Linked DNA regions of Astyanax mexicanus: region 1 is linked to region 2. The links are chromatin contacts, called in public Hi-C maps. All regions are on one chromosome and are shown on one strand. The core of a region is the stretch at or near the end of the contact, and the rest is flanking DNA. Distances in the headings are between cores, read along the strand shown.

Region 1 (2,965 bases), core at 220-2,719, 34 kb before region 2:
ATCTCAGTATCCCAACACACACAAAAAATTCTGAATTGCAATAACTTAGTTCACTCGTTAGCTTAGAGTTCAGCTACAGCAGCCACTCAGGTCTCTCTCTCTCTCTCTCTCTCTCGCGCTCTCGCGCTCTTTCCCCACGTGTGTGTGTGTGTGTGTAGTCAGTGATGTCTCAGTATGGCTGGGGTTCTTCTCTGATGCCGATGCTTTGGGTAAATCAGCCCAACACTAAACAGACACACATTCCTACAGCCCCCTCTTTCTCTCCCTCGCTCTCCCGCTTTCTCTCTCGTTGTGCCGCATGAGGGAAAACAGATGACCATTACTCAGTCTAACCTCCGTATTCGCTCACACTTTACGCTCTCTCTTCACCTGTCTCTCCCACACTGCCACTCAAAAGATATAAATATACATACATAAAAGTGTGTTTGTTTTAATTCTAATAAGTCAGAGTATGTTAAAATAAATTATGTTTTTTTTAGTGTGGACAGTGCCATGCAGCAGTAAAAGTTAATCTGTAGCTCAAGAGCAGGCCTGACAGCAACATACTCACACCATGTAGCATACGCCAGTGATAAGTATATATATTTGTTAAGTTAGTTGATAATATTAATGCATTGATAATATTAATGCAAAATCTTTAAAGTTATGTGTTGCTATATGTAAATTTTACTTGCTATAGCCTAGCAACAACATGTAATACACTCTGACACACACATGGCCATTCACATTTCAGAGATACACTCTTAAACATACAGGAGCCAGTTAAGACATAAGCACAGTTTCAATGGAGTTTTTTTTTTAAGAAAGGTCTTTAGTTGTAAAGTCTTTTTGGCACCTTCATTTTTAAGAGTGTAGGAGATTACGTAGACATTACCACACATACAGTACAAACCACGGTAATTATCCGTACAAACATTGGAGAAGGCAAAAAGAGAGCAAAAGTGAAAGATAGAGACCACGGAAATGTAAAAGCTACAAAGCACATCCTTCCTTCCACCTACAGAGGTCATCTGCCTAGCAGTGTAATGTAAGTGTAGCCAAGCCCTTGCACAGTCTAACCAATGTGCAGACTACTGTACACCAGTATGATCCTGAACAGGTAGTCTGAACACTGGGATGACGGAGCAGGATACCGTCCCTCTTTCTTTCATTCTCTTTCTTTTTCTCTCTCTTTTTCTCACTATTTTTCCCTCTCTCCTAAAACTCTATTCCTCAGCCCATTCCCTCAGGCCCAGGCATTTGTAGGAGGAAGTGAAAGATAGAAATCAACAAGATTGAAATAGTCTCCAGTTTTCTCCTTCCCTCTTTTTTCTTCTTCTTTTCATTAGAGTCATCCGCTCCAGGCCTTCGCTAAAAGTTTGACTCGTTCTGTCTTTCCCTCCTTCTCCCGAGTCCGAAGGCCACAAAGTCGTGTATTTGCTCCATATCGCTCGGGTCCAGTATCCAGCCTTGACGTGGCACATTTCACTCCCGAAGCCGGCAGTCAGTCTGGCAGTGCGTTTAGGGAAGGCATAGTGAAAAAAGAGCGAAAGAAGAACGAGGGAGTGAAGGAGAGCGGGTAAGAGTGAGAGACAGAGAGAGAGAGAGAGAGAGAGGGAGGGACCCGCTGGCCATATAAGGGTTGATGGGACCCTGGGGGAATCGATTTTTTGGAGTGGTCCGTTGTTGCGCTATCACTTTTTTCCAGAATACTCTCGATCCTTCGTTTTGACGCTCTGCTGTCCTCTACTTTCTTCCATCCTCCTGTGTGTGTGTCTCCCTCCATCCTCCCTCTGTACTCCTTGTCATGCTCTAGACTTTTCCTGCACCATCTTTTTCTACCTCTCTCTTCCTCTCTCTCTCTAACTCTCCCACTCTTTCCCTCGCTTTCTCTTCCCCACTCTCTCTCTCTCTCTCTCTCTGTCTCTAAAGCGGTACCAGATGTTGTAGTCTTAACGCCAGCCCGTCATTTCTGACCTTTTTTTTCAACCTCTAAAAACGCAGGCAGGAAGTGGGCCCCTCTGGAAGGGAAAAAAGAGAAAGTTTTGGAGGGGAGCAGAGGAGGAGGGGTGCAGGGAGTGAGTTAGAGTGGAAGAAAGTTAAAAAAAAAAAAGAAAAAGGAAGAACAACATATGATATATGATGCGTGATTGTCTTTTTAAGCTAATTAAAAGACTGTTTTTTTTTCTTTTTCAAGACTAGTCTTTGGTTTGTCAGATCACAAATAGAACAATCCGATTTGGTCCCCACTTCTGAGTGTGAGGTTTGTGCCCTCTTGCACCTTCAATGGTTCAACTTCTCTCCAGCTTCTCCGCTGTACCGTTATTCATGGTGTAATCCAAGCCGCTTCCTGAGACCCCAGCCCCTCCCGGACATAACAACGGAGAGGGAGAGTTGGAGAAGGGGATTCTTGTCCCCCCCCCCTCCCTTACTTTGAGAAATGTTGTGTTTTAGAAGCTCAGTCTGAATAATGACTTCCACATGTGCGCCTTCTCTTTCTATCTCTCAATCCCCCTTTCATTCTTTTCTCTCCCCCTCTCAAGCCTTTTGCCGCTTGCTAAAGATCTTGCAGCATCCCTCTGTATTTGCTCTTGTAGTACTCTCCCCTCCAGCCATGCTAACCACGATTACATGCACATAGATCAGAACAGCTTGCAAAATCTTACAGTTTAGCACAGCTTTTGGAATGTTATTAGTGCTGATTGGTGTTAAACAGAAAGTTGCTGCATTCAGCTTCAATCTGTTAAGCAACCAAAAGACATGATCTCTTTTGATTATGGTTGTGCTTTAATTTTTAACCTGCACAATATGTTTTATATCTTTTGAGATTGTTACTTACAAAGACTTAAAATCAATCTGTAAAGATGGCAACAAATCTGACCAACAAATCTCAGAAGATACAGCTCTGGAAAAAACTTCAGTTTCTGAATCAGTTTCTCTGATTTTGCTATTTATAGGTATATGTTTGAATAAAATGAACATTGTT
Region 2 (2,842 bases), core at 103-2,602:
TGAGTGTAGGGAAGTGATGTACAGCTGAGGGGATTCACTAATCGCTATTATTAGTCTCTCGCGCACGTTTATTGTTGTTTGGACTACAGTTTCTCTCTAGTCGCGTGAGTTCACGTCATGCGTTTTCTGCCGAGGTACCGCTTGCCGCGAGGTCAAAGTTGAACCATGTTGAACTTTGCCCGCGGTAAGCGGTAGCGCGGTGGAGGCGTGGTTATGGGCGGGGAAACGCGCCGCTTTCCGCTCTGCTCCGCGGCAGCGACGCACCGCTCTACCGCTCTAGACACTATTGAATCCTATGGGGGTCAGCGTACCGCGCCGCACCTACCGCGTGCAGTGTGCAAGCACCTTAACTGATGAGCGGTGATGTTGCGTCGCTTCAGCTCCGCCTCTGGGAGTTTCTCGAGCCAAGGTGGGCTGGTCTGTGAGTTTCTGCCTACGTAGGCAGAAAGATAATTCAAAATTCACCCGTTTTTCGGAGGGGGGGAGGGGGGATTCCTTTGCTTAGCTCCTGCAGACAATGGGGGCTGCAAAACAGTTTAATGTGCAGGTGTACACATTCAACTCGGAGAGACCTACTGTATTCCACAAAAAACAAGAAAAATCGGATTTTCGCGGAAGGTGACCTTTAAATTATGTATCACCAGACAGAAATGGTTTTGACATTGTGTGCAAAAGAGCGCTGGGGGCTGGAGAGAGCGCGAGAGTGAGAGAGATTTATCACCTGGTTAGAAACACACAATTGTAGTGTTATGAGCAAATGTCTACAATGAGCAGTTTAAAAGAACGTAAAGTGATTTCTAGCTTGTAGTGTGAAAAGGTAAAATGAACTGAACTTTGAACTAGTTCAGAATTAAAATTGTGAACTTCGAACGTGAACTGTTCACTTTGAGCATGTATGAACTTAACTTGAACTAGTTCAGAAAAGCTGTGAACTGGCACAACACTGCCTATGGCATCTTCAAACTCCTCTTGGGCTGAATTTTTGGGCTGCGTTTTTGTTTTGTTTTTTCTAGTGAAGCGTGCTGCGTGTCCCCAGCTACGCCCGCGCCCCTCCCTCTCGAGGTGTCTGAATCTGAATGATTGACTCTGAAAACTTTGTTTTACGAAACTTCAATCAAAATTACTTATTATAAAGAAAATCTTGTTGAAATATGAAATCATATTTGACTATATTATTTTTTCCCATTCATTTTTTAGCATTAGCCACTAACTGCTTTTTCAATAAACACAGTGACAGAACTGCGATTTTGGGGTATTACTATATATATGTAGGCGCTGGTGGGGGCTGGGTGTGTGTGAGGACTGTCCTCAGGTAACCTCGGGGCATAAACACAAGCCGACGCACTTTTTTGGTTTTAATTCAGGAACGTACATCCTACAGCAGGGGTCAATAATAGACGGACCGCGGTCCGGATCCGGGAAAAAAAACCCTCGCTCGCAGGCTCTCTCTCTCTCTCTCTCTCTCTCTCTCTCTCTCTCTTGATGACATAAAACACTGACAGTACTAGGCTTCTTCAGTATACAGTATATAAAAATGGCGACGGTCCGGACCTCGGCCTGGCGTATTTTTCTCTAACTGGACCGAACTAAATTCTAATTAAATACCCCTGCTGTAGTAGATCAGTCCAGATCATACCAGTGCACTGATTTATGCTGGATTTTACTTAGACACATTAGCTAGATGTAAAGCCATACGCTGCTCATGTCAGACTGTGACTACTGTACAAAAAACAACAACAAGAATATCAAAAGATGGACTTCAGCCATGTGTGTGTGTGCATGTGTGTAATTTGGAAAATAAAAAACCTGGCCTGACCAAAGCATCACCCTGGAGAGTGTCTTGTCTGTTTATTGCTAATTAAAAATTGCATATTAGGAAGTGCAGTATGGTTTTGCGAAAAGAAAACAGAGTAGAGAATAGTCATTTTAGTACATTTCAGTTATTTTCTATTTCTTTGCCAGGGTTTTAGTCAATGTCTAACACTGACATCAAGTGGATGGAAGTGGAATAGCAGACCTGAGACATCAGAATATTGTGCCTTGTGGCCCTTACAAATATAAAAAATAATTACTTAAGGAAAATTAGCATGCAATGAAGACATGGTTGATCTAGAGGTGCACGATTTATATTATTAATAGTGACATTGTTTATTTTAATTGACATGATATTTGACCAAATGTTGCCTTGACAAGATGCAAGGTAAGTATGGAGACAATATGACAAATATTAGGTGAGTTAAATATTATTAATTACTGAACATTTAGCACGTTTCTTCAGTCACTTGAAAATAAAATTATGGAGTGAGTTTTCCCAGACTTTTAAATAAATTATTTTGATATCCCGAGAGCTATGAATTCTTAGACATGGTTTAATAAATAGCTAGATATTTTTATGAATATAGCTAAATGAATAAATAAAATACTTAAATTATTACAAAGCATTACAAAAAAATATTATTTAAATCCAGCGTTGCATTAATGTTTATGACCGCTGCACAATGCCTTCTCCAGCACATGTTTTATTATTAATAATATATATATATATATATATATATATATATATATATATATATATATATATATATATAGTAGTAATAATAATGTATTATAATATTATATAATATTATTATCATCGGTATTATTAACAATGTTCTTCTTCATCATCTTATTATTATTATTAGTAGTAGCAGTAATAGTAGTAGTAGGAGTAGAAGTAGTAGGAGTAATATTTAAGGATATAAACTATATTTCTTACTATAAAATGTATTTATATCTTCCATTAAAAAACATACGGGACTTTAGTGACGTTAAAACGCGTGGCGTCACAATATATTTTTTAAGG

The links. A called contact is a pair of places that touch in the nucleus more often than the background predicts.
Region 1: a contact with region 2 is called in a Hi-C map of muscle, with 6 times the contacts expected there. The contact joins two enhancer-like sites. A contact is called at or near these places in 2 of 3 Hi-C or Micro-C datasets (both in muscle).

Annotation. Positions count from the first base shown.
Region 1 is chr1:62,510,530-62,513,494 of AstMex3_surface, reverse strand. All of the region lies in intron 16 of dnm3a (dynamin 3a), which reads left to right. Among protein-coding and RNA genes, the nearest start is that of dnm3a, 38 kb to the left of the region's middle. Within about 2 kb of position 1,469, the one cell type or tissue checked has an H3K27ac peak away from gene starts, as active enhancers do.
Region 2 is chr1:62,476,766-62,479,607 of AstMex3_surface, reverse strand. No RefSeq gene overlaps it. Among protein-coding and RNA genes, the nearest start is that of LOC125786977, 13 kb to the right of the region's middle. Within about 2 kb of position 1,352, the one cell type or tissue checked has an H3K27ac peak away from gene starts, as active enhancers do.